Linked DNA regions of Mus musculus: regions 1, 2, 3, 5, 6 and 7 are each linked to region 4. A link is a contact called in public HiChIP or PLAC-seq and promoter capture Hi-C data. All regions are on one chromosome and are shown on one strand. The core of a region is the stretch at or near the end of the contact, and the rest is flanking DNA. Distances in the headings are between cores, read along the strand shown. Region 1 holds the start of Lrrc14 (leucine rich repeat containing 14). Region 2 holds the start of Ly6g2 (lymphocyte antigen 6 complex, locus G2). Region 3 holds the start of Arhgap39 (Rho GTPase activating protein 39). Region 4 holds the start of Zc3h3 (zinc finger CCCH type containing 3). Region 5 holds the start of Ppp1r16a (protein phosphatase 1, regulatory subunit 16A). Region 6 holds the start of Dgat1 (diacylglycerol O-acyltransferase 1). Region 7 holds the start of Ly6a (lymphocyte antigen 6 complex, locus A).

The links. Promoter capture Hi-C pulls out the DNA fragments that hold promoters and counts their contacts. HiChIP or PLAC-seq counts read pairs in DNA pulled down with a chosen protein or histone mark.
Region 1: a contact with region 4 is called in a promoter capture Hi-C map of pre-B cells, with 3 times the contacts expected there. The contact joins the promoter of Lrrc14 here to the promoter of Zc3h3 in region 4. A contact is called at or near these places in 1 of 39 promoter capture datasets (pre-B cells) and 2 of 115 datasets of contacts at active chromatin or transcription factors (bone marrow-derived macrophages and pancreatic cancer cells).
Region 2: a contact with region 4 is called in a promoter capture Hi-C map of liver, with 2.7 times the contacts expected there. The contact joins the promoter of Ly6g2 here to the promoter of Zc3h3 in region 4. A contact is called at or near these places in 2 of 39 promoter capture datasets (the 3T3-L1 cell line and liver).
Region 3: a promoter capture Hi-C map of pre-B cells shows a contact between it and region 4, with 2.7 times the contacts expected there. The contact joins the promoter of Arhgap39 here to the promoter of Zc3h3 in region 4. A contact is called at or near these places in 1 of 39 promoter capture datasets (pre-B cells) and 2 of 115 datasets of contacts at active chromatin or transcription factors (bone marrow-derived macrophages and pancreatic cancer cells).
Region 5: a contact with region 4 is called in a promoter capture Hi-C map of liver, with 2.0 times the contacts expected there. The contact joins the promoter of Ppp1r16a here to the promoter of Zc3h3 in region 4. A contact is called at or near these places in 2 of 39 promoter capture datasets (both in liver).
Region 6: a contact with region 4 is called in a promoter capture Hi-C map of stem cell-derived epiblast-like cells, with 3 times the contacts expected there. The contact joins the promoter of Dgat1 here to the promoter of Zc3h3 in region 4. A contact is called at or near these places in 5 of 39 promoter capture datasets (hippocampal neurons, liver, pre-B cells and 1 more).
Region 7: a FOXA1 HiChIP or PLAC-seq map of pancreatic cancer cells shows a contact between it and region 4. The contact joins the promoter of Ly6a here to the promoter of Zc3h3 in region 4. A contact is called at or near these places in 2 of 115 datasets of contacts at active chromatin or transcription factors (embryonic stem cells and pancreatic cancer cells).

Annotation. Positions count from the first base shown.
Region 1 is chr15:76,709,279-76,712,956 of GRCm38.p6, forward strand. It overlaps Lrrc14 (leucine rich repeat containing 14), which reads left to right and starts at 1,363. Exons shown (of 4, transcript NM_001358891.1): 1 at 1,363-1,649; 2 at 3,589-3,678. The coding sequence starts at 3,614. Recql4 (RecQ protein-like 4) reads right to left here and starts at 1,281. Exons shown (of 22, transcript NM_058214.3): 1 at 1,115-1,281; 2 at 1,000-1,033; 3 at 823-920; 4 at 490-630; 5 at 1-273. The coding sequence starts at 1,198.
Region 2 is chr15:75,215,100-75,218,928 of GRCm38.p6, forward strand. It overlaps Ly6g2 (lymphocyte antigen 6 complex, locus G2), which reads left to right and starts at 1,279. Exons shown (of 5, transcript NM_001371105.1): 1 at 1,279-1,313; 2 at 1,585-1,655; 3 at 2,616-2,732. The coding sequence starts at 1,586.
Region 3 is chr15:76,816,915-76,820,589 of GRCm38.p6, forward strand. It overlaps Arhgap39 (Rho GTPase activating protein 39), which reads right to left and starts at 1,252. Exons shown (of 12, transcript NM_001168288.2): 1 at 1,078-1,252.
Region 4 is chr15:75,839,708-75,843,890 of GRCm38.p6, forward strand. Zc3h3 (zinc finger CCCH type containing 3) reads right to left here and starts at 2,201. Exons shown (of 12, transcript NM_172121.1): 1 at 2,143-2,201; 2 at 1-857. The coding sequence starts at 2,188. Gm34851 (a long non-coding RNA gene) reads left to right here and starts at 3,798. Exons shown (of 2, transcript XR_384203.2): 1 at 3,798-4,183.
Region 5 is chr15:76,670,255-76,674,024 of GRCm38.p6, forward strand. Ppp1r16a (protein phosphatase 1, regulatory subunit 16A) reads left to right here and starts at 1,389. Exons shown (of 12, transcript NM_001358933.1): 1 at 1,389-1,508. It also overlaps a transcript of Foxh1 not described here.
Region 6 is chr15:76,510,585-76,514,240 of GRCm38.p6, forward strand. It overlaps Dgat1 (diacylglycerol O-acyltransferase 1), which reads right to left and starts at 1,410. Exons shown (of 17, transcript NM_010046.3): 1 at 971-1,410. The coding sequence starts at 1,197.
Region 7 is chr15:74,995,784-74,999,478 of GRCm38.p6, forward strand. It overlaps Ly6a (lymphocyte antigen 6 complex, locus A), which reads right to left and starts at 2,248. Exons shown (of 4, transcript NM_001271419.1): 1 at 2,096-2,248; 2 at 1,752-1,834; 3 at 669-785. The coding sequence starts at 1,821. All of the region lies in intron 1 of Gm28068 (a long non-coding RNA gene), which reads left to right.

The DNA of each region.
Region 1 (3,678 bases), core at 113-2,612, 870 kb after region 4:
CCCACAAGCACCCGGAACCTCTAGAAGATCTGAAACTCTGTTGTGACACCTCTCTAACCAACCAGGGTCTAGGGAAGTCAACCTCCGGCTGAGGGATGATCGGAGCTGCTGGAGCTGGCCCAGCCTCGGCCGGGGCTCAGGAACCCGAGGAAGTGCATCGTCAGCTTCGTCTGGACAGGGGGATTCAGTCTTTGAGCCTGGTGGCCTTGGGGCAGGAACTGTGGACAAGGATCTCTTCTGAAGCTGGAGTTTTCTGCTCTGGGTTGGTCCAGTCTAGAAAGACAGAACAGCAAATCGGAATTCAGGACCTGGGTTACTGCAGAAGTTTGGGACAGACAATAAGAGTGGAGATGCCTGAGCACCGTTAGGAACCTAGTCCCAGTTATTACAGGAGCGTACGTGCGTGCTATAAGGAAGGGTGGACATAGAAGGACCCTGGCAAACCACCCAAGGGCCAAAGGCAGTTCTGGGTTCACCTCCACGTCTTACCTGTGTTGTGTTTTTCAGATTGGCTTTGAGCCTCTTCCCATAGTCTTGTACAGAACTCAGTAGGCTCTGTTTTGGCATAGACTGCGTATTCTGCGTTGCAGCTCGACTCAGGTGGGGACCCCAGCAGCTTGGCTCCTGTGCCTGCAGTAGATAGTAGCAACCTAGACCAGTTTAAAAGATGGCATGGGCACAGAAGTGCCTCTAAAGCTTCCCCTAACCCCCATGGGAGGACCTGGCCACCCAACTTCTGTGCTCCATGGAGGCACGGCTGCAAAATGCTCTCGGTTCCTGCCATTTGGACCACAGACCGCTGAGAGTGGGATTCACTGATACCTCCTCAGCTGCCTCGGCAAGTGATTGCTCTAGGACACGATGTCTGTCGTCAGCCTGACGCACCGCCTGCTTTAGGTTACGGTACTCACGGTAGAGCGCTGGGAAGGCAGAAGTCGGCGGTCAGGGGCATACCCACTAACATTCGCCCTGTCCCTGGTCCACCAGCCCAGTGCTCACCGCGGGTCTCTTCAGGTGCCGCCTCCACATCCCCCTAGGAGAGAAGCTTGTCAGCAACAGGCTGCGCCAGGATCCCCCACTTGCCGCCCCTGTCCGGACCCTAACTCCACCTCACCTTCGCTGGCCGTCGCCCGTGCAGCCGTGCAAAAGCGCGTTCCCACTCCTGTAGCCGCGCGCGAACGGTCGCGAGCCGCTCCATGGCAGCCCGAACGTGAGTTTAGGGGAAATCTCCCGCCGCCACCGTAAAGTCCTGTCCTTAGCCAATGAGAGCGGCCGCCGGGCGGTGCTGCAGATGCTCTGAGCCCCCCGGGGAGGGGGCGGGCCTATGAGTTGTTGCGTCATCACAGCGCGCCCCGGCGCTGCGCGGAGCTGGGCGAGGCTTGCTGGGCGAGGAAGGGTTGCAGGCCTTGGTAGTCGGGGAGGCGGATGAGCGGGGGCCGCGGGGCTGGGATTCGAGTCGAGCTGAGAGTCAAGCAGCCGTTAGTGGTCAGGGCACTTGGACGGCAGGTTCGACGGGGACTGGCGCTTGAAGACCACGGCTGAGGCGGATTCTCGGGAGGTGCCGCCGGCGCGCGGGGATGGGCCGCAAGCGAAGGGAGACCTAGGGGCGGGCGAGGCCGGTCTCGGCCTGTGGCTCCAGGCTCGCCCGGGTCAGTTGATGTTCCGGGCTTTTTGTTTTCTCCAAGGATCCGAGCGTGCGCGTCTGTATGCCGCAGAGACCGCTGTGTCCTGTGTGCAGTAGCATCACCCAGAAGCAATCCTTGCTTGGAGGCCAGGCGGGCTGCCACCGGTTCCTCTTATGACAGGTGTTTGGTTGGCTTGTCCTGTCAGTTAGGCAGTCCTATTATCTTAAGCTAGAGCCAGATCAAGGACAGTCACGCGGGGTTCCCCAGGGACGCGTGCCTTAAGGACTCGTAGGAGATGTTAGAAGCAAGCAAACCCTGGGCTTCATCAGTCTTTCTGGTCCCCAGTCTTGTCCCTTGCTGCGGCTTTGCGTAAGGCCTAGGCCCTGGTTTTCCATTCTGTTGTGGGCTGAGGACTGTAGCATAGTTCTGAGGGTAAGGTGTTTTGCCCACAGGAAGTCTACTGACCCAGGATAGCAAGAATCATTCAGGCTCAGGATCTTTTGTATGTGGCTTCTCAGCTGGAACGCTTTAGCAGTTTTGGCTTGGATCGTTATGAATCTCGTGAATTTAAGACATGGTTTCTCAGTGAAGAGGAGGTACCCGAATAGGAGACAAGGACCACAGAGGGTGAGAGTTGCTCTTCCTCAGGGATTTCTCTGCCTAGTTATACCCTAGAAATCCGCTATCTCTGGAGTTCAAACTCAGGGCCTTGGTCTCAGATGCTGCACACCATCTGTTCACAGGATCCTTTAAAAAACAAAAACAAAAAAAAAACCCCAGAGCCTGGCACTCACTAAGCTGTGTTAGACTTCTTTAACTCCAAAGGCACATCTACGTGGAGGGTCAGGATGTTAGGCTACTGGCTCTGGAGGAATCCTCTGTTGTCAGTCTGGTGGGAAGAGAGGTCTGGGATTTACTTCACTTTAGAAAATATTTACTTTCCCTAGTCGTAGGAAAATACACCATGTGCATGTGAAAGCTTCAGGTCAAAAGGGGGCACCTGCATCAGTTCCATGTGGCTGTGACATACCATGTTGGTTCTGGAAACCAGGCTGGGGTCTTTTGCAAGATCGGTAAATGCTCATAACTGCTGAACCATTTCTCCACCCCACCCTCCCACCCCCATTTTACAAGCAAACATGCAAATCTACTAGAACTCAATAGTGGGCTAGCCAGCCAGTAAGGTTCAGGGAGTCTTCTGTTGACTCCAGTGCTGGCTACAGAGCTGTGTCACCTGTATCCTGCTTTTACATAGGTTCTGTGGTCTGAAATCAGGTCCTCATGTTCAGTAAGAGCTATACAGAAAGGCGTCTCCCAGCCCCTTTTCTTCTTCTCTTTTCTTTCCTTCCTTTTTTTTTTTTTTTTTTTTTTTTTTGGCTAGGATGTCACTGTAAGGATAAACAGACTATAAATAGACTAGGTGCGCTTCGGACTCATAGATCTACCTCCCTCTTGCCTTCCTCTGTGCTGGAATTGAAGGTGTACAACTCCATGCCTAGCCCTTACTAGACTTCTGAGGAAGGATTTCTGAGTCATTGTCATTTGGGAGACCTAAAGTATCAGTGTTGGGCCCTGCAGAGCATGAGCTATTTCTTTTAACAGACAGGTCATTGACACAGCTGCACTATGTATGTTCTGCTCAACACTTTGTTTCCCCCATGTCTCCTGTCCACTCTGCACAGTGCTAAGTGCTTCCTAGGAATTGTTCCTGCCAAGTGTGATGGCACAGCATGTAATCCCAGAAGAGGCAGGAGGATTGCTACAAATTCAAGACAAGCCTGGGCTATACAGTGAGACATTGTCTCAAGCCAGACCTAGAAACTTATCTTTTGTGCATTTCTCCTCTATTAACTACCAACTCCATATCAGATACCTTGGTGGGCTTTGTACCACTGATAACTTGGGGAGGGTGTGGCCTGCTTCTGGCCCAGAGTTTGTCTAATTAAGACTCCCCCTCCTGCAGGTGGCTGTCTGCCCAGTCCAGCACCATGCACACACTTGTGTTCCTCAGCACGCGTCAGGTCCTTCAGTGCCAGCCAGCTGCATGCCAGGC
Region 2 (3,829 bases), core at 29-2,528, 630 kb before region 4:
ATCTTGACAGCATGGCTGCCTAAACAAGACTTGGCTCCAGATAACAAAAACAGACAGACCCGCTATCACAGAAGGGTAAACCTTGTAGGTCCCAGCCTTAGACAAAGAACTGCAGGTACCAAAAAGTAATTGTGAGAGTTAAACAGTCTTCCATGGGGAAGAGCTCCCAAACTAAGGCCAAGTACTCAGCTCTGAAATCAGATTCCTACAACTAACATTATACAGCCTGAGCACCTTGTATTTATATAGTCAGGAACATATGTGTTCAAGTGTTTTTGTTTGGGGATAACAACAATAAAATAAAATTTGGGAGTCCAAGTGGGTTATATGGGAGGAAAGGAAGGGGGAAATGATGTAACAGCTTAATTTAAAAATATTTTAAAAATTTAAAAGCACATGAGAATATGAATGCTATTACATATGGTGAAAACATAATTCTTTTTAAAAGTAAGGTATATTCTTTTTAAACAATTCAGGAGATCACACTCCCTATACATTAGATTTGAATCCATCTGTGATATTATTTAGACAACTATTTCTCACTAGTCTTTTTATTCTTGGTAAGGAAGCTATCTGGACATCATCGGCCCACTATTGTTGTAACTTAGAAGTCAAATTATAGTTAAATCTCTTCCCCCCACCCTGCTCTAATATCCATCAGAGAGGGGCTTTGTGCCGTGATCTAGCCACTCCAACAGGTACCAAAGTATCTGCAAGCCATCTCTCATCTCTCAAACCCAGCCTTCAAGACTAAAAGGAAAAAATAATGAGAAAGAATCTGTGGACTTTAGTTCCAACAATGTAAACTGCCCGTTTCTCTGGCTTCCTCTCCCCTCTGCCTAGGGCTTGTAAAAGATAGGAGAGAACCTAATCAGACGTGCCTAACATCTGACCTAAGAGGAAAGTCTAAAGTGCATCCCGAATCTTATAGAAGTGAATAGAAAGGAGCCAGCCGCTGTGAGAAAGGCATGAGAGGTTGTAGGTTCACAAACATTTGCCCCCTTACCTTGCTTTCTGAATGGCAAGCACAAGTCACCTGTGGCCCCTGCTCTTCTGACATCCTAGTCCTCCTGAATAATGGTCCCGCCCCAACTGAGTGGTTGTCCCTCACCAACTGATATAAATCTAGCTGACTAGGTCACCAACAAACCATGCTATCTCTTACAAAATAAACATGATGGTCAGAAGGAAGTAAGTACTGAAGCCCCTCCCTTTTCAGGAATCCAGCTGGGAGGAGCTGGGGAAAGAGTAAAGTACTTCAGTCCACATCTGATTGACCTTTCCACTGTGCCTGCAACCTGGTCCGGGAGGAAGTAAGGACTGGTGTCAGGAGGGAGCTGCTAGGTGACAAAGGGAAGAGCCCTCAGGATAGGGCTGTGGTGGGAGTGTGGGATTATGAAGGAAACGCTGGGTGGGTGGTGGGTGAGAGAAGTAGACAGACATGTATTCCTTGGTGAAAGCTGTGTGGGGGTTGGAGGGAGGGAAGATTGGATGCCTGAGCTCTGTGAGAGCCCAGGGATGTGATTGGTGATTTATTAACTGGCTCCAACTTCCAAGGTTTTATCTGTGTACCCTTTCTCCAAGGATGGACAGTTCTCATGCTACAAGGACCTGTGTGTTCATCCTTCTTGTGGCCCTATTGTGTGCAGAAGGAGGTGAGATGGAAAATGGGAGAGGAGCAGGAGGGTACAATGGAGATGGAAAAGGGCCTCAGGGTTGTAGGTACTCCTATTGTGTGCCCAGGACCCTGGGTATGCTGTGGCCAGTCGACTGGGGATTTGCTTGTGGTGGGTGAAGCCTCCTGTGCTGGGGTGCTTTACTGGGTCTGTAAACCAGACCCTGCTTTGCAACAATCAAAACATGCCAGAAGGACTCTTGGACCTCACTACCTGTGCCAGGAACCCTGGCCACCAGAGCAGTCTGTCCTTAGACTCTACCCTGCTGCCCTGGCCTCCCAGTCAGGACACTGGCCTGTGTGCACACAAACTGGCAGAGCCTTCTTTTCCTCCCAGCTGCCAAGTTAAGTGGTGTGGAATCCTTAATGCCTGACATTTGGCTTTTCCTTTTGCCCCAGCCAATGAGACCTGAATGCCAGAACTTCACAACTCTAAGAGCTCTGAGCTCTCAGATGCCTCTATACTTCTAGTCACATCTTTATTTGGGGAAGCCTCATAGTGAGCCTCAGCTTTGAGCTGGACAGTGGGAAGTTATGTGATCTGTCATGGGCCAATAACCAGGGGCCAGCTCTGCATGTTAAGGGTGGGACAGGTCAGAAGAGCCCTCTCCATCTGAGGGCCCCAGTAACTACTTACACACCCACTCACAGGTTCAGCAGACATTTGGTATCTATGTCTTCCCAATATGGTGAATGTGTCTCAAATACCTCTAGGGGTGCAGGTCTCTTCTGTGGGGCTGGCTAGTTGAGACAGCAGTACAGAGCACATTTGAACAATGGATGCTCTTGTTTTGCTTTTGCTTTTCGTGGAGGTGAATGGGCAGCAATGTCCTTGCTCTGTTCTAGTGGCCAGCAGCTGTGTGGACTTAAAGACATTGAGAGGACATGTTTGGCCTAGGAAGGGCATGCCCTAGCACTCATGTATTGTCTTCTTTCTCAGCTCAGGGGCTGGAGTGCTACTGTTGCCTGGGGGTCCCACTTGAGACTTCCTGCAAAACAATGACCTGCCCCTACTCTGATGGATTCTGTGTTACTCAGGAAGAAGAAGTTATTGTGGGTATGTGCCCTGTGGCCTATAAAAGGTGGCTGAGTGTGGCTTTGGAGCAAATGTTGGGTCTGTTACTTGTGGACCATGGTTTCCCTCCCTCCAAGTACAGCTTTCCTGTGATTGAAGTGAGACTCCTGCAATGTGGGGAACGTTGGAGTCCAGGGATGTGCTGAAATGTGGATTTTAAAGCAGGGCTGCCCATTTGCATGGATGGTGTTCATCTGTCATCAGTGCAGTTATGTGATGCTCTTGCCAGTACTTTATGTCTAGGATCTCATTGGATCACTGACAGACCAGGAGAGCTGGAAGCATCTAATGAGTCTTTGCATATAAAGAAGGAATCTGGAGCTTAGGCTAAAGGAATGACTTAGGAATGTTGATAGAAAGGAGATCTTAGGACATACCAGCCCCTCCGAAGTGTCAGTTTCTAGGCAAATCTTCCATATAGACAAGGCAGGAGCAGCCCTGCCTTTTTATCCACTGTTCCTGACCACAGCCTGCCTGTCTCCTGGAGTAGGTCCTAGATATAACTGCCTGGGGAACTGTAAGAATCTAAGAGACTGGATTCCCTTTCTGCTGTGCCATTAGACAATCTTACACTGTGCTGTGTCTTTGTGTGTGTGTGTGTCCATAAATGTGGGTGAACATGTATGAATGTATGTAATGTAATGTTATGTTATGTACTCAAAGCTCAGATGACATCCTGAAGCCCTGTTCCTCAGGCACTGTCTACTTTTGTATTCAAATGAGCCTTAGTTCTCCTGGAACTGGAATTAGGGATGGTTGCAAACCACCTTGTGAGCTCCGGGAATCAAACACTGGGCTTCTTCTGTAAGAGCAACAACTGATTTAGTTGCTGAGCCATGTCTCCAGTCCTAACCATCTTGTTTTTTGAGACAAGATCTTTCACTGGGACCTAGGATTTGCCAAGTATGCTGGGGATGGCGAGGAGGGAGGTTCCCAGGGTCTCCTGATCCCCGCTCCAGAGCACTGAGATCAAAGCCAGCACTCCCAAATTGTACTCCCATATTACATGGTTGCTGGGGATTGAACTGGTTCTTTAGACTTTCATGTGGCAAGCACTTCATTTATGAAGCTGTTTCCCC
Region 3 (3,675 bases), core at 2-2,501, 980 kb after region 4:
GAGCAGGGACAAAACCACCTGCTGTTTACAGACTGCGCCCAGGACGCAGTGCTCAATTGCCCTCCCTAGCTCCCAAAGACAAACGTCCGTATTGTCTGCACCACGGGAGGAACTGAAGCCTTGCAACTGTACGTTTTTCTGCAGAGGTCACTGGAGGCCTGGCCAACCCGAACAACACTGAAGGGGGAGGGGGTCCAGCCGCATTTTTGCGGCTGAAGGTTGCGTAGCGCCCACAGCAGCTGCGGTGAGCAGCAGCATGGAACACACCCACAGCTGCCGCGCCCGAAGCGGGCAGCACGTTTTAAAATAAAGACAGCCTGCCTGGCCCGGGATGCACAGCCTGCCGGCTCGCAGCCCCCACCCACCCCACGCCTGCCAAACAGCAGGCGCCCAGGGAGTTCCAAGTCTGAAAGGCCGGGGAGAGGACCACCCGAGCCTGCCGCAGAGGCCCTGCCGCGAAGCCAGGGCGCACCACGCGCAAGCAAGCCACGACCCGACCCAGAGACGCCCACCGACTGCCGGGCATCGCGGACAAAGCCTAGCCCGCAAGATCCTCGTTCGGCAAGCACTATCTCTCACCACCCCCAAACGGACCGGAGCCCAGTGCACAGAAAGGGCACAAGCACACCACCGGCTCTGGGCCTGGACACAGAACGCACGCACACCTGTCCTCGGGCTGACTACACACACCTGTCTGCAGGCCGGGCACCCTCACATCTCACACCCACCATCAGGTCCACCCCAACCCCAACCACCTCAAGCAAAGGGCTCGCACACAACTATCTTGGCCAGGGACACACACGCACTCACGCCCATCCAAAGGCCGGGCACGCGTGCAGACCATGGCACCCTCACACCCACCACCCTCGGGCCCCTGCTCTTACGCAAACCCGCCTTCACACTCCCTGGCCCTTGGCCGCGGCGTCCTCCTGCGGACCCTCCCCTACCGGGTCACCTGGGGCCCCGATTTCTAGCACGACTGGACTGGGGGGCCTCCGCCTGGGCCAGGCCGTGGGGCCGCAGCGAGGCCTCTCCGCCATCTTCCCGGCCCGCGCCGCCCACCTCCCGCGCTCTCACCAGCCGGCCCTGCGCCCGGAGCGCCGCCACTGCCCCTCATCACCGACCGCACGCTGCGCCCCAGCTCCCGGCGGCTCCCGGCCGCCGTCGCCGCCGCAGCCAGCGCTTCACGTCCTGGGTCTCCGCCGCTGGTCCAGTGCGCTGCGGCCGCGCGTCCCCCGTCACCAAGCGCAACCCCCCGCCTCCGACTCCGCCCCCGCGAGGATGGTGGCGCCGCCAGGGGGCGCCGCCCGCGAGGCTGCAATGCGCCTGCGCCACCGCGCAGCCCCTCGGGAGCTCCGAGGGAGCCTTGCCTCTGTCGGAGGCCCCGCCCCCGATGCCGCGCTAGCCGGCCGTTCCGCTCTCACCTGTACCCGCCCACTTCTGGAGGTCTGGGTCACCTCAGGTGTGTCCTAACGTGGGTGTGGCGTGACTCTATTAGTTCTAGCCCTGCTGGGGTTCCTAAGCTTGAGATATACCTCTTCCTTGACTCTGGAAAGGTAGCTATTGTCTAAAATACTCTGCGTATTCCATGTTTGTAACTTCCCTTTATTATTTTCCTCCTTTTATTTCCTTGACTATTCTCGTAGTAACTCAGGCACAGCTTTAAATGTGCTCTCTTTTCTATTTTTTTTTTTTTTTTTGTAATGTGTATTGTGTGTGAAGCATGTGCACGCACGTGCCAACAGTGTCCGTGTGGAAATCGGAGGACAACTCCTTTCACCATGGGTTCTAATGACGGAACTCGCATCATCAGGCTTGCACAGAGAGCACCTCTACCCACTCCATGGCCCTTTTAACTTCTTATTAATTTTTTTTAAGAGAGAGAATTTCAGATGGCCCAGGCTGACCTTCAACTTCCCTATGTAGCGAAGGATGACTTTGAAACTCTAATCCCGTCTTCATCTCTCTTGTGCGAGGATTACAGGCACCATATCCGGTTTACACAGCTGAGGAGGTGAAACCCATTCTAGGAAAGCCCTTTACCTACTGAGCTACATCCTCAGCTGCCATTTGGGTTTTTTGTATTTGACGAGCTCTTGCTCTGTGTACCCGGGCTGGCCTCAAACTTAAAATCCGTCTTTAACACATTACAAGTGCGTTTGTCACCCTCCCAGACTTCGGAATATTCAGTGTTGTTGTTGTTGTTTTTGTTTGTTCATGTTTTCGTTTTTTGAGACAGGTTTCTCTGTGTAGCCCCGGCTGTCCTGTAACTCGATCAGTAGACCAGACTAGCCTCAAACTCAGAGCTATCTACCTGCCTCACTTTGCTAGTGCTGAAATTAAAGACGTGGGCCATTACTGCCCGACACCAGTTCTTTACTTTAAAAAGAAAAACACACACACACACACACAAAAAAAAAACCAAACTTTTTTTTTACCTTGGCTTGACAATTAAGAGTAAATACTGCTCTTCCTGAGGATTCAAGTTCAATTCCCAGCATCCATGTCAGGTGACTCAAAACCACCTATAATGCCTGACAGAGGTGGCACATGCCTTTAATCCCAGCACTTGGGAGGCAGAGGCAGGCGGATTTCTGAGTTCAAGGCCAGCCTGGTCTACAGAGTGAGTTCCAGGATAGCCAAGGCTATACAGAGAAACCCTGTCTCAAAAAACCAAAAAACAAACAAACAAACAAAACAAAACAAAACACCTATAACTCCAGCTCCATGAGATCAATAGTATTCATGTGTACACACACACACACACATTTTTTAAAATGGTGAAAATGAGCCTTCAGAATATTTTGCTTATTTAGTTTGTATGTCTGTAGGGCTGCATGTGTCAAGACCTCTGTAGAGATGTCAGAAGACAAACTCTAAAGGAGTCATTTCTCTTCGGCTATTGAGTCCCGAGGATGGAACTTGGGCCATCAAGCTAGTGGCAGGTCATCTCCAGCTCATGTCTTCATTTCTCTGTGTCGTATTTAAATTCCACTTGCAGACAAATAAAATGGCCCAAAGCTCTTCCAGGACTGCACACAGCGTTCCATCTGTATCCAGACCAAGAGAGCTCAGAGCCTTCCACACCCCGCAGTGCTGCAGACCCAAGCCCTGGGGATCTCCACTGTGCTCACACTTAGCACGTCCTTGCTGAGTCATCCTGGGCTCTGCTCTTAGGTATGGATGAGGGCTCCTGCTCTGTCTCCAGCCCCCTCAGCAATGCGGCTGGAAACAGACGTTCTAAATGCTGCAGAAAGGAACGCACAAGCAGCAAGGCTATTTATCTTTGCAAAAATGAAATTAACCGGGCTAGCAAGTCCTCGAGGGCCAGAAGCTCACTTCGAGTGTATCCTAAGGCAGGTGGTGACTGTGTCTTTTTTCCTATTGCCTGGGGTCACCTCATAGTCTTTTCCTGATTCAGCCTGATTCAGTTTAAAAAGATTCAGCTTGGAGTAAATGAAAGGGAGAGGGTGAGGTGTCAGCTGCTGCAGATCACGTTTGGGAACTGGAGGAGGGCAGGGCCTTTGTGGAAAGAAAAGCTTTACCAGGTAGAGGAAAGTAAAAGGTTTGAATTTCTTTACACAAAAGTTTTAGAGGGTGTGAGATATACAGAATATTGGCCTTTGGTGACGAATTTTTTTCCTTGTTCACCCACCTGAAGTAAGCTGACTTGGA
Region 4 (4,183 bases), core at 951-3,450:
GCTGGTTCGACAGGACACGAGCAGTGAGGCCTCCCTGACCTGCCTGGCTGTTGCTGGTCTGACTGAAGCCACCACTGGCCCCAAGGAAGCTGGCTGGTCTGAGTGGCCAGTGTTTGCTCTTTGGTCTCCAATGAACTGTTCAGAATAGCTGGTAGAATGAGGGCCTACCTTCCTGCCCAGAGCCACAGCAGTGTGATGGGGCAGGACAGATGGGAAGTGTACCCTGAGGGCCACTTCATTTTCACTGACTGTCCGCCGATGCTCGGGAGAGCTGTCACTCACCCTGCCCACAGACTTCACTACCCGAGGCTTGCCAGGCTCCTTCTGGCAGACCAAGAGGGGGTCGTCCACACTGTAACCCACCTTGGTTCTTCCTGGCCTTGCAGGCTGCAGTTGTCCACCAGGGACCTCAACCTCACTTCCTTGGGGTCTTTGGCCACTCCAAGAGGGGTCATCACAGCCTTCCAAGGACCCCCGCTGGACCCCTGAAGCATTGATGGCACCTGACTTTGATGGTGGCTTGATCTTAATAACCATATTCTGATCTGGACTGAGCTGGACCTGTCTCTCCAGTACATACTGCTGGGGTTCAGGATGCTGGCTATCCTCAGACCTGAGGGATGTCTGAAAAGCAGGATCGCTGGCTGGGTCAGAAGATTCCACAGGCTGATTCACAAGGGAGTATTTCTTGCGCCACGAAGGGCCATGGTGTGAGGAGAAGCCCCTCCGACTTGGACGGGAGTAGCGGGCGCCAAAGGTCCTGCCACCCGGGAACATGGGTGGCTGCCACCGAGTAGCTGATGAGTTGCCCAGGGCAGGGCCATTGCCGTGGAGTGTTTTATAGTCATCAATTAGACCTGAGAAGGCAGAATCACACGCTCAGTTACCTAGGAGATGTGAATAAAAACAGCACCAATCAAGACTACTACCCCTACCCTAATACTCCAGACCTGCTCGCCTTGCTGACTTGAGAGCAGTCCTAAGTGACTGGAAACCATGTAAAGTTCAGTCCAAATCTCTAGGCTTGTCAATTCTGTGAGCACTTCTCCATCACTATTAGTATTTGGCTTGCTTATCCTGAAGATGGCAGCTTTTGTGGTATGACTGCTTCTACCCCCTGGCCTATGAGATCTACAATGTTCTGAGAGCAAGTGTCACTCCCTATACCAAAAAAAAAAAAACAAAAAAAACAAAAAACAAAAAACAAAAAAAACCAAAAAAAAAAACAAAAAAACAAAAAAAAACAGTCAGGGACCAGAAACCTGTGGTGCCTGGGTAAGAACTGGACAAGTCTTCCACTGAGGCCCTGTAGTTTACCCACTCACGGGGAAAATTGCAGGACTGCACCATAGTGCATAACTGTCTTCTCAGAACTGACGCTTCTCTAACCCAGTACGTGACAGACAGAAATAAAAAACAAAAAAACAAAAACACAATGATGACCCAACAGCTAACTAACATCATCTCCTACAGAAAAACACCTGATACCACCACCACAAGGATTTTCCAATGAAGTGACTCATGGAGCCCTGGAAGAAGAGTGAAGGAACGCCAGCAGGCTCGCTGGATCCCCAATAACCAAACACACACACACACAGGGCCTGCCTCGACCCTCGAATCCTGCCAGACACCTCCGGTCGGGTGTTAGGGAAACGCACGAAGTAGTCTCAAATAGGAAGGCCACTTGGACTCTCCTTAGGACATGCTTTTGTGGGGGAAACTTTGAAAACGATATGAACGCTTATAAAGACCAACTTGAGTCTAAACATTTGAAGCTGAAGCTGGTGCCTGGGTAGTCAGCCCTGAGTACGTGGGGGCTGTGCCTGAATCGAGCCAAAGGCACTCAACGGCAGCGGAAGAGAAACGCTTCCGAGCCAGCCGAACCTGGAAGTCGGCTGCCGCGACCACTCGCTGGTAAGACCACCGTGCTATCATCTCCTGACAGCCCCTTGGAGGCCCGGCCCGCTCCCTCGCCCCGAAGCCTGGCGGGTCTGTCACGCGAGGGCCGAACCCGACTCGGCCGCTCCGATGCCCACCCATGACGACCATCGGGAGACCGCAACCGACAGCACTCGCTTCGGAGAGGGTCTACGGCGATCACAAGAAACAAGGGAACACACGGCCCGACCGCAGCCAGCTCACCCTGCAGGAGGCGTATCTGCCGCCGCAGCTGCTCCTTTTCCTCCATCTCCGGAGTCCGCGACGCCTAGCCAGACCCCCTCGACGTCATCGCCGCGCGACTGGTCCCCGCAGGCGGGGAGGAGAGAACGCCGAACTTCACTATGCGTGGACACGGGGTTGGAAGGCACCGTCGCCCCGGCAACCCTGGAAGGACGCATGCGCAGAACGAGAAAAATCCGTCATCTTGAAGCGCCCGGAAGTGGCCCGCAATCTGGCTTCTGCACCAATTCCTGCGCATCATTTCCACCGCTGGGGGTTCCTCGGAAGACTTGGAGGAGATAGGTTGCTAACAGTTTCCCCTAGACCCAGGAATTCCTTTTATCAATTTATTTGTTTGAGACAGGATGTATTTCTGGCTGGAGAGAAACATAACTGGGGAACTCGCTATGTAGACTAGGCTGGCCTCGAACTTACGGAAGTTCTCTTTCCTCTGCCTCCGGACCTGGAATCAAAGGGATGCCATTTTAACGCCTTTGCTGCCGCAGCAGCACGAGAACAGCGAAAAGGAATCGGAGGCAATTTTTTTTTTCGGATGATTACAGGTGTTAAGAAAATTCTTGAGGGCATTTAGTAGGAAAGGCTGCAACCTCTAGAAAATACTGAAAAAAAAAAAAAACTCACGGTAGTTACCACGTGATCAGACAGTCCCACGTCTAGGTGTATAACCAACGCGTAGAAAACACCGATTCTAACATATTTGTATGTCATTATTTATAATAGCTAACCCGAATGACTGTTTACATGGAAATGGGATATTATCCAGTGATTTGTTTTGTTAGAGACAGAATCTCGCTATGTACCTCTGTCTGTCCTGGAATTCCCTATGTAGACCAGGCTGGCCTGGAACTCTCAGAAATCTGCCTGCCTCTGCCACCCAAGTGCTGCAATTAAGAGTGTGCCACTATGTAGGAATGTGCAGTATCTTTGGAGCCCTAAGGCCTCAAGTCCGGCCAAGCCTCTACCAGTGAGCTACATCTGCATAGTCTACTGTTACGCCTGAAAAAGAAGTTCTAGAAGCTGGGTTTGATAGTGAATACCTGTAAGACAAGCATTAAGAAGTGAGGGTAGGGGCTGGTGAGATGGCTCAGTGGGTAAGAGCACCCGACTGCTCTTCCGAAGGTCCGGAGTTCAAATCCCAGCAACCACATGGTGGCTCACAACCATCTGTAACAAGATCTGACTCCCTCTTCTGTAGTGTCTGAAGACAGCTACAGTGTACTTACTTACATATAATAAATAAATAAATCTTTAAAAAAAAAAAAAGAAGAAGTGAGGGTAGATAGCCGGGCAGGCCGGGCAGTGATGGGACACACATTTAATCCTAGCATTCTAGAGACAGGCAGGTGCTCTGGAGGCAAAGGCAGGAGGATCTCTGAGTTCAAGGCCAGCATAATCTACAGAGAAAGTTCCAGGACAGCCAAGTTAGGCACTGAAGGAGTTGAAAAACAAAAGGTTGGTGATAATGTCATAAGACAAGGTGCCCATGTCCCAGCTCCAGCAAGCAGCAGAACTCAGCAGCTTCGGGCATGTGGCTCTGGCTTTAGAGTCAAGAATAGAAGGGACTACTGGGGCAATTGATGCTGTTTAGCTGGAGCTAAGAAATTAGTGGTGATTATGAAGAGACCAGCATCACTGAGGTGAAATCTTCTGGGAAGTATTTTCTAAAAGCAGAAAGAAGCTGTGTTCTAGAAATAGCCGGGGATGTACCTCATGCTGGAAGCCAGACTTGGTAATGTATAAGAATCACCCAAGTGGTACTAGTTTTGAAGGCGTAAAGTGTTATGGAGAGCAGCTTAGCTTGGCACTGTGAGATGCCAGGGAAGGCCATTGGTGAAAGTGCAGCTTGAGTTGCAGTTGATGGCCCAGGCCTGAGGGATCATGCAAAGAAGTTAAGGTCAGGTACCTTAAAGGGAGCCTATGAGAGGCTATTGACGACGCCTAATTGCAGTGAGAAATCCCAGCGTATTAGAGATGCCAGCACCGCACCATGGGATGACCACCA
Region 5 (3,770 bases), core at 139-2,638, 830 kb after region 4:
AGAAGTCAAGCCTGCCGGGCAGTGGTGGCGCACGCCTTTAATCCCAGCACTAGGGAGGCAGAGGCAGGCGGATTTCTAAGTTTGAGGCCAGCCTGGTCTACAAAGTGAGTTCCAGGACAGCCAGGGCTATACAGAGAAGCCCTGTCTCAAAAAAACAAACAAAAAAAAAAAAAAAAAGAAAAAAGAAAAAACAATAACAAACAAAAAAGTCAAGCCTTAGGTGGGGAGTCTGCTCAGGACTTGATGGGGGTGGGGATACAGATTGACAGACCTTCTGGACCAAAAAGGGAATAGAGTCTGTCCTCAGGAACAAGAGGAGGATACAGAGACTTAAGTGATCTTCCCATGAGTATGTTGTAGGTGCCCATATAGGCATGGCCATCTAATTGGTGGCTCTATTCTTGGGCTCAGTCACCATCTATGTTCTAAGTTCTCCTGGCTACTACAATGGGCAGCTTTGCATTGAGGGTCTGATTAGAGCGCTGATGGCAGAGGTTGGTGTCAGAGCCAACAATCCAAGACCTTCATGAGCACTAAAAGCTTTTGAGAATTCACCTTTTCCTGTGAAGCCCCTCCCCATTGTACCATCAACAGGACAGAGACCCTGGCAGGTGCCAAGGAAGGTACAGTCATGAGTGGAGGAGGGAATGGGGACACACAAGGAGGATGAGCACAGTGGGACTTCACTTCCTCTGACAGTTCTGCCCCTGGCTGGGTTGTGATCTTATCTCAGATTCTTCTTTTAGCTCTCATCTGTCTCCCCTCCCCACCCCCAATCCTATCACCTCCTGCCCCTCTGCTTTTCGTCCTCAGAGCTCTAGCTGAGAGTTCCTGTGTCTCACCTGTCAAATATCCCTATGGCCTCAGACCTATTCACTAAAGAAGACATTCTCTCCTGCAAGTCTGAGGTCTCCCTTTCCACTGGTCCTTCCTTGGTTCCAGTTAAAGCCTGGCTCCTTGAACTGACATTCAAGGCTCCTCATCGGGACTGCTTCTCCCTGATCACAGTGTCCCAGGGTCCAACCATCACCCAAACTGCTGCCCATCCTCTTTCGAGCAACGAGGGACTCCTACCCTTTAATCAAAGGATAGGATAAATAAAGATCACCCTTCCGGGAACACCTGAACATTTGCCCTTCCCGCCCTACCCCGGACATCAGGGTGTTAGTACCACAGAATAGAGCACGGGAATTAAAAAAAAAAAAAAAATCTTCCACAGTATCAACCAATCAGCTACCGGAGCTGACCCCGCCCCTGTCAATCTACAGTGGATGACTCTGTCCCTGGAGGACGCTCCTTAGGCCCCGCCCTCGCAAAACGACTCAGCCCAGCCTTCCCGCCCAGCCTTCCCGCCCAGCACCGCGGCTTCCGCTCGGGACACCTCGGGCCGGAAGTGTCGCGTTGCCATGGCGAGGATGGGCGCGGGGCCCGCCCCCGTGGCGCCTGGAGCAGCGCCGGGCTCCAGGGTCGGCCGGGCCGGGTTCAGGGAGCGGCCAGGGAGGTTCCAGGTGAGAAGGCCGGCGATTGTGAGTGAGGGTCGGGTCTATCTGGGGACGCGGGGGAGGCCCAGCACGGCTGGGCGGGGCATAGCGGGTGAGCCAGCGCCGGTTCTTCTGCGGCCCGGTGCTGGCCCGGCAATGGAGCGGGTCGTGAGGGGCCTGCAGAAGGGGCGCCAGCGAGGCGGCCAGCGGAGGGTGGGTTTTTGTTGTTGTTAGTTTTTGTTTTTGTTTTTGTGAAACCTATCAGTGAAGGAAGTTCTTGCAACCTGTTGGTCGGGCAAATCCATCGACAGTCTTCATTCTGACCTTAGGACCGCGAAGGGACTTTCCTGTGCTTCATGTGGGCTTTGGTGTTCAGTCAAAGCACACTCTAGAGCCTCTTACGGCTTCAAGTGCCCCTTTTCTGGAGGCTGTGCCTCCTGGATTGTGGTTGGGAGAGGAATGTAAATGAGCTTGTGAAAACTGTTTGGGCTCCTTTGGGTTCCTGACGGAACCAGTGCTAGAGGCTAGAGACAAGGAGGATTAATTATTACGGGTGCAGAAGAGAAGTGTGTATTGGCTTGGGAGGTAGAGCAAAGTTAGCTGACTCCTGACTGCTCCACTTTTCTTCCATATCCTTACTTGGGTGGTGAAGGTAGAGGCGAGAGGGCAGACCTCAGTGAGCCCTCTTGGGTGTCTTTGCTCCCTAGGTCTTCCCTTATAGGATTGGGGTTTTCTTTGGAGGCTTTGTCTTGCTTTAAACACCCTGGCTCTTTAGAAGGCCACCTGATTCACTTCATGGAAACCAAAGCTGCCACTAGCTCAGCATGAGAGCCGGTTGGGTTGAGGGACTGGAGGCCTAATGAGACCTGCCCTAACCCGCTGGCTTCATGTTGTCATGGTGATGGGACTTTCAGGTCTCTCAAGGGCTGCTAGTCTGCCTCTGTTGCTAGTTTTTGCCCAAGGAGGTTTTTTTTGGGGGGGGGGGGCGGGAGGCGGGGAGGGTTTTCCTCTCCTAAGGCCTGGTTTGACTTCCTTCCCTGTTGGCTCAGGCCTTCCTATTCCCCGCCTCTTTTTTTTTTTTTTTAAGGAATAATTCTTTTAAGTATTATTTATTTATTTATCGTTTTGGGGTGGGTACATGCCATGATCCACGTGTAAGTGGTTAGAGGATATCTTTGTGGATCTCCTGGAACTGTCATTTTGTAGTTGTGAGCCACCCTGTGGTTACTGGGAACTAAATCCTGGTGCTCTGGAAAAGCAGCCACCTGTGCTCTCAAGCTCTGAGGCATCTCACCAGTTCCTTTACTTTTTGTTTTTGAGATAGGGTCTCACTATGTAGCCTAAGCTGACCTTAAACTTGCCGTATAGCTCAGGCTAGCCTCAAATTTGCTGCGGTTCTCCTGTCTCTTAGGTGTGGATAAGTCATCCAACTCCTTTCCAGTCATTTCGAGTCTTTTTTTGCTTATGGGCTGTGTAACAACCCGTGTTTTCCTGAGTGATAGAAATGAAAATTGCTATATGTACAGAGGAGACCTTTTTAGAAAGGAAGAAAGAAAACTTATTTTTAAAAAGACTTGTTCTTATTAGATTCTTTTTTCTTTTTCTTTCTTTCTTTCTTTTTTTTTTTTTTTTTTTTTTTTTTTTTTTTTTGAGACAGGGCTTCTCTGTGCAGTCTTGGCTGTCCTGGAACTCACTCTGTAGACCAGGCTGGCCTCAAACTCAGAAATCCACCTGCCTCTGCCTCCCGAGTGCTAGGATTAAAGGCGTGTGCCACCACACCCTGCGCGCTCTCTCTCTCTTTTAAAGATTTATTTATTATAACACTGTAGCTGCCACACCAGAAGAGGGCATCAGATCTCATTACGGGTGGTTGTGAGCCACCATGTGGTTGCTGGGATTTGAACTCAGTACCTTCAGAAGAGCAGTCAGTGCTCTTACCCACTGAACCATCTCTCCAGTCGACCAGACTGATCTTAAACTCAGCGGTATATCTGCCTCTGGTTTCCATGTGCTGGGGTTGCAGGCCTTGGCTACCAACCCCCAGTAAGAAGCTAGTGGTCTTAACCACTTTGACCAATTTTATTTTTATTTTTATTATTTTAAACTATGAGTGTGTGTATATTTGCATATGTTGAGTATAGGTGTCCCCATTGGAGGTCAGAGGTGCTGGATCCCCCGAGAGCTGGAATTACAGGCGGTAATCTGCTCAGTGTGATGCTGGGAATTTAACTCAGGTCTTCTTGAAAAACACCAAGTGCTTTTAACCATTGAGCATCTCTTGAGTCCCCC
Region 6 (3,656 bases), core at 160-2,659, 670 kb after region 4:
CCATACCTGCCTCACACTGAAGTTATCTTATCTCCTGGGTGAACTGTGAACACCCTAGGGCAGCTGGGGCGTGGGGGGCACCGTGCCCACTAGAAAAAGATTGTTGATACAAAGAGAACCAGACTTTGCCACCCTAGATAGCCACTTCCTCCAAGCCCCTCAGGTACTTCCTAACCCAGAGCTACTAAAGGGTCCCATGATGATCACCAAAAAGAGTCTCAGGGCCGGCTTTGTAGGAGACAGTCTCCATTTCTTCAGCTAAGCAGGGCCTCTCCCATAGGTGTGTTCATACCAAACCTCTCTCCGGTACTCCAACCACGGGATGAAAGTCTCACTTAGTAGTCAGCTCTGCCCCTATAGCCCGAAGTCATTCTGGTAACATAAGCTGGGCTTCCTTCAGGCCCTCCTACTTGCTGGAAGAGGGGTGAATAAGCCATGCAGCCTGTTAGTACTAGAAAGCTTCCTGTACTGTCCTCTGCCCCGAGCAAACGCCCATACCCATCGCCTCAAACAGGCGTGTGTCCTCTGGAGCCTCTAGCAGCCTTCTCTACCCACAGGACACCCCTCGTAGTTTTTGCAAAGGTAACTCTTCATCATAACCCTCCCTGGAAAACATCAGCCTCCTTCCACTGAAGAAAGCCCATTCATCTCCACCCCCCACCCCCCCGGGGCTCACATTTCCTGCTACCCACTCCTCAGAAAGGACCTCAAGGGACTCTGCCTCAAGGTGTGCTTACTTTCCTAAGCAATATGGAAAGGGGGCTGCTGCCCACTCCTCTACCCAGACTCCCTGGTCGGCTACACGACCACACCTGGGTGACCTTGGCAAGTGACCCTCTCCCCAAAGCCCGTGTCCCAGTACAGCCCCAGGGGAGCCCCGGCCGCGTAACTCGCAAAGCTGTGGCCAACTTTTAAGAACTAGGAGCGTCACTGGAGAGGTCAGATGTAAGGGGATCAGGCACTCCGCTACCTCAGATCCCAGTAGCCGTCGCCCACGCTGGTCCGCCCGTCTTTGTCCCGGGTATGGGCTGGAGCCGGAGCCGGAGCCGGCGCGTCACCCCCGGCGCCCAAGTCGGGGCTCACAGCCGCGTCTCGCACCTCGTCCTCTTCTACCTTGGGCCCACTACCACCCTGGACGGAAACCCGCGAGCCGGTCCTCCGACGCCGAGAGCTTCCCGCGCCTCCGCGGTCGCCCATGGCTTCGGCCCGCACCTCGTCGCGGCCCAGTCGTGCTCCGCCGGCTCTCAGCGCTTGGAGCCCGCGGCCCCGCCTCTGGACCCTGAGCAACGGCCTCCGCCGCCGCCCCCTGCCGGCCTCCGTAGCCGGCGCAGCGCACGACTACCTCTGCGACGCTGAGGCTGCGATGCTGCGGAGCAGCTGACTGGCTGTGGCGTCAACTGGAGAGTCCATTTGTAGTCCGAGGCCGAGCGGAGGCGGAGCCTAATCGAAGACGCGGAGCACGCTGGGAGTCGCGGGAGCAGAGCGCGGAGCCTCCTGGGAGTTGAAGGCACCGGGAGCTGGTGACGTATAGCACTCTGGGAATTGCAGTCACAGGCTGGCAGAAGCAACTAGTGTGCAGCTTGGCTGTGAACTTCGGTGGAAGAGGTCCGAGGTGCTGTCTCACTGCGAGGAGCAAGCGGGAGGAGAACTGCCCCGGCTCCTGGCTCCCTGGCAGCTACGCACTTCCTCTGACCTCTTGCTTGCCTCTTGTCCCACTTATGTAAAAACATCCTTTCGTCATCCCCAGCAGCGGTTTGAGTGTAGGTCATTTATGAAACTGCGCTGACGTCTTGCGGTTCCAAATCCATTTTTGAGCGCACAACCGACAGACTTATCTGCTCTGGCAGCATCGTTCTCCGAAAGATCCCTAGCTGCTAGGCAGGAACCAGTTTAAATGTACCTTGGAGCACATAGCCTGTCAAAGGATCAAACTGGAGAAATACCCAGCTTCGCATTACAGCAAATGTGTGCAACTGCCCAGTTAGTTAAAAGAAGCAACTCACCAGTCACCATGGCCTCTTCCTCTACCGCCCCACAGTGCTGTCGAGGGCCCGACAAGCAACGTGCCTGATTTAGACACCGCCGTGCATACATTCTAGACCTGAGGAAGCACCTAATTTCCTTCAGAAACACTATAAAGGACCAAGGAGAATAGTGGCTTTCTCTTCTGGGGAATAGCAGGCCTAAGAAGCACCTCTATAGGACAAGGTTGGTAGCCTCTCCTACAGGATGCTACTAGTCTTCCTATTAAGCTCCCTCCACTTCTGTAGTATCCACTGACTCCTTCCCTCAGGTCACACTTTCTTCACGACACATCTCATGATGAGCAATCTGGGCTGCCCTGCCGGTGGTGTCTTTGTACATATGCAGAGAAAAGCGAACCCAGGCTTGGACTTTTGTGGATCAGAGCCAACCTGGTCAGTGTCTCCGAGCATTCCTTTGTTGCTGGCCCAGTCTTTCATCTGGTCCTTGGCAAGGCAAGGGCTAGGTCTTTGTGAATAGTGACCCCAAAAGGAGGCAGAGTGAAAGAAAAAGTCTCTTTGGGAGCCTGAAGTGAAGGTAAGTCGTGTGAGCTCTGCCATGCCTTTCCCGCTCCTTCCTCTGTTAAGTGAATACGAGGCTTCCACATTCTCCTGGGCTAGCACGTTGGCTACACCAGCTTCCAGTTTGAAACCAAAAACTAAAAGTGGAAGGTTGAGGCCTAGGCTGCCACTAAAGCCAGAGATGAATCCACACCATCCAAGAGAATGAAAGTCCTCCTTGGAGACAGCTATTCATTGACATTCAGCCTTACAGCTGTCAGCCTCCAAGAGGCCATGGGAGTGAAGAGACCAGAGGATGACCAGAGCCATCAGGAAGGATGGTTCTATGGAGACCTGTGCCAAAGAGATGGCACCGATGTCAGAGTTCCAGGGCCTGATTCAAGGAGGAAAGGCTGGAATGGATGATTGCGATATGCAGACAGCTTCACTGTTGAAATTTAACGTGAGTGGTGGCACACGCCTTTAATCCCAGCACTCAGGAGGCAGAGGCAGGCAAATTTCTGAGTTCGAGGTCAACCTGGTCTATAGAGTTCCAGGACAGCCAGGGCTACACAGAGAAACCCTGTCTTGAAAAAAAAAAAAGTGTGCAGACAGGGCTGGTGAGATGGCTCGGCAGTTATGAGCCCTGGCTGCTCTTCTGAGAGGTCCTGAGTTCAATTCCCAGCAACCGCATGGTGGCTCACAACCATCTATAAGGGTAACTGATGTCCTCTTCTGGCATGTGGGTGTATATGCAGCAGAGCACTCATACAATAAATAATGTTTTTTAAAAATTTAATTTTAAAAAAAAGTCACAAACAGCTTCAGGCTGAACCCAGCACCCTAGGATTACAAGCAGGCCAAGGAAAACCTGCTTCGGAGAGTTTGCAGTGGTGGAGAAGAGGGCTCATCAAAACCCTCCAGGAAGCTGTTTCCATTCCTTTTGGCCTACTAACATAAAGAAACAGAAGCGGGGACACACACACACACACACACACACACACACACCACATGGTGGCTTGCAACCATCCATAACAGAAAATCTGATGCCCTCTTCTGAAGTGTCTGAAAACAGATACAGTGTGCTTACATATAATAAATAAATAAATAAATATTTTTTAAAAAAAGAAAAGA
Region 7 (3,695 bases), core at 998-3,497, 840 kb before region 4:
TACATCACATATGTTCATACATGTGTACCCACATTTATGGACACACACACATGCACACACCACAAAGACACAGCCCAGTGTAAGATCGCCCAGTGGCACAGCAGAAAGGGCAACCAGCATCTCAGACTCTTTCAGTTCTCCAGGCAATTATTTCCTAGGAGACAGGACACAGGCAGGATATGCTCAGGGAAGGGAAACTGGATAGCAGGGTGGGGCTGCTCCTGCCTTGTATATCTGAGGATATGCCTAGAAACCAAAGAAACTTTGGAGGATCTGATATGTACTAATATCTCTTTTTATCAACATTCCTAAGTCATTCCAGATTCCTTCATTATATGCAAAGACTCACTAGATGCTTCCAGCTCTCCTAGTCTGTCAGTGAGCCAGTGAGACCATAGACCTAAAGTATAGGCAGGATCATCACGTGACTACACTGGCAACAAAATGGGATGATAAACACTGTGAATGCCAATGGGCAGCCCTGCTTGATGATCACATCCCAGCACATCCCTGGACCCCAACAGCCCCCACTTTGCAAGAGTTCTCCTCCAACACAAGGAAAGCTCTACTTGGGGGGAGGGGAACCATGGTCCACAACAAGTGCCCAGACTCGACATTTTCTCCAAAGCCACCCTCAGCCATCTTTATATAGGCCACAAAGAACTTACCCACAATAACTGCTGCCTCCTGAGTAACACAGACTCCATCAGGGTAGGGGCAGGTAATTGATGGGCAAGAAGTCTCAAATGGGACTCCATAGCACTGGTAACACTCCAGTCCCTGAGCTGAGAGACAAGCCAATACATGAGGGCTAGTACATGCAATTCCTAGCCCAGACCCCTCCTCTCCAATGTCTTTACTTGCACACAGCTGCTGGCTGCTAGGTCAGAGCAAGGACATTACTGTTCAGTCAAGAGTGAACCAAGAACCACTGTTGTTTAAAGATGCCTGGTACTGCTGTCTCAGCTACACAGCCCCACAGGAGACATGTGCACCCCAAGAGATATTAAAGAGACAGCCACCATATTGGGAAGATATAGATACCAAATGTCCGCTGAAGCAGTGAGTGGGTGTGTAAGTAGATGCTGGGGCCACCAAATAGAGAGGGCTCTTCTGACCTGTCCTACCCTACACCTGCAGAGCTGGCCCCTGGGTATTGGAGCATGACAAAGCACAGAACTTCCCAGAGTCAGCTTAAAGCTGAGGCTCACCATGAGGCTTCCTGCAATACACATGTAACTACAAGTATAGGCGTATCTTAGAGCTCAGAATTTCTTAGAGTACAGAAGGCATAGCATTTGGGTCTCATGTGGCATGGGCTGGGACATAAGGAAAAGTCAAAGTCCAGGCAATAAGGATTCCAAATCCATTGACTTGGCATCTGGGGAGAAAAAGAAGGCTCTTCCAGTTTGTGTGCACACAGGCCAGTGTCCTGATTGGGAGGCCAGTGCAGAAGGGTAGAGTCTAAGGACAGGCTGCTCTGGTGGCCAGGTTCTGTGGCAGAGATACTGAGCTCCACGTGTCCTTTTGGTATGTGGTGATGGTTGCAAGGCAGGTTCTGACAGGTTTACAGACCCAGTAAAGCACCCCACCACAGAAGGCTTCACCCACCACAAGCCCATTCCCAATCCCATGACCCCAGCACATCTCGGGTACTGGGCACACAATGGAAGTGTAGGTGTACCCACAACCCTGAGGCCCTTTTCCATCTCCATTGTATCCTTCTGCCCCTCTCTCATTTTCTACCTCACCTCTTTCTGCACACAGTAGGGCCACAAGAAGAATCAGCAAACAGGACTTTGTAGTGTGAGAAGTGTCCATCCTCAGAGAAGGGCTGCACAGATAAAACCTTGGAAGTTGGAGCCAATTAATAGACCCCCAATCACATCCCTGGGCTCTCACAGAGCTCAGGCATCCGATCTTCCCTCCCTCCAACCCTCCACACAGCTTTCCCTGAGGAATACATGTCTGCCTACTTCTCTCACCCACCACCCACCCAGCTCTTCCTTCCTAATCCCACACTCCCAACCCCAGCCCTATCCTGAGGGCTCTTCCCTTTGTCACCTAGCAGCTCCCTCCTCACACCAGTCCTTACTTCCTCTCAGACAAGGTTGCAGGCACAGTGGCAAGTTCTGTCAGATGTGGACTGAAGTACTTTAATTTCCTTCAGCTCCTCCCAGCTGGCATCCTGAAGAGGGAGGGGTTTCAGTACTTAACCTTTTCCAGGCCATCATGTTTATTGGTTAAGAGGTAGCAAGATTTGTTTGTGACCTGATCAAGCCAGATTTATAGCAGTTGGGGAGGAACCATGGTGCAGGAGAACTGAGAGGGCCGAGGGCCAGAGGCCACAGTTGACTTGTGCTTGCCAATTAGAAAGCAAGGGAAGAAGTCAAGTTGCTCAGCCCTTTACTAGTTTTTGTTTTGTTTAGCTTCGTGTTTTTTGTTTGTTTATTTTGGGTTTTTTTTTGACTTTTTTTTTTTTTTTTGAGACAAAGTTTCTCTGTGTAGCTTTGGCTGTCCTAGGACTTGCTCAGTAGAACAGGCTGGCTCCAACACACAGCTATCAAAGGGGTGCACAACAGCCGCTGATACTTCTGCCTCCACTACCTGGCTTTTTTCTGTGTCTAAATAGAAGGTATGGTTTGCAGTGGCTCAGAGCCAATGGCCCTCCTTCCTATAAGCAGGAAAACAATTTACAAATACTTAAAGACTGGCTCTGGTGAGCAAGCCCCCAGTAGGCTCTTGCATCCACAAAGTGAGAGTCCTGAGGCAAGAACTAACTGGCAACTGGGATGGAAGTTACCAAGCAGTGTCTGATGTGTTTGGGGATGTATGGGGCTGTGTGTGCTGGACAGAGGTAGAGACCTGAGCTGGAAATCATCCTGAGATGATACCACAGCAAATGAACAGCTGTGCTCACAGGACAACTGAGTCCCAAAATGGACCACAGCATCAGTGAAGCTGAGCGCACCCCACTTAAGCAGGGAAGGCTGCTTACACTCCATGGCCTCTGCCCGAGCACCACTAAAAACCCCTTCCTTCTTACCCTATAATATATCATATAAGCAAACAGTTTGCCTCCAACACCGCATAACCCAGCACAGTGGTAAGAGGAAGAGAGCAAGCAAGAAATGTTGTCTCTCTAATTCTGTCACATGCTGTGCTCGGTATTGGCTCATGCATGAAGAAGTGTATGTGAAAGAAAGAGCAGGAGACAGCAAGCCTCTGCAAACAAAGAAAAAGCGGCAAGGAAAGATCCAAGTGATAAACCCTGCCAATGTCACCACCCAATGAGGTTATGAGGCTTTTTTTCCCCCAGAGGATGGGTGAGGTCACTTACAGGAATATGCATAAATTCTGAGCAGCTTAGTCACCACCAAATCTCACCCCATCATAAAAGCAGTACACGGAGTCCCTCTTTCAGTAAATCCTCTGTATCCTCTATATTCTAGTATCTTCTGAGACCACTTGTGCTTGGCGGAGAACAGGAGGGAGTCATGGCTGGAACCCCAGGTGACAGTCCTCCCTTCTGAGTATAGAGAGTTCTGCCCATTATCACAGACCTATTGCTGTTTTGCTCTTCTGACTCTATTTATTGCCAGGGCTCCTGGGCCAACATTATCCCTACTCCAGGATGACAACGGGGCCATCACCTTCTCTTTGGAGGGAAAGGCCATATAACCACAGTGCCGTGC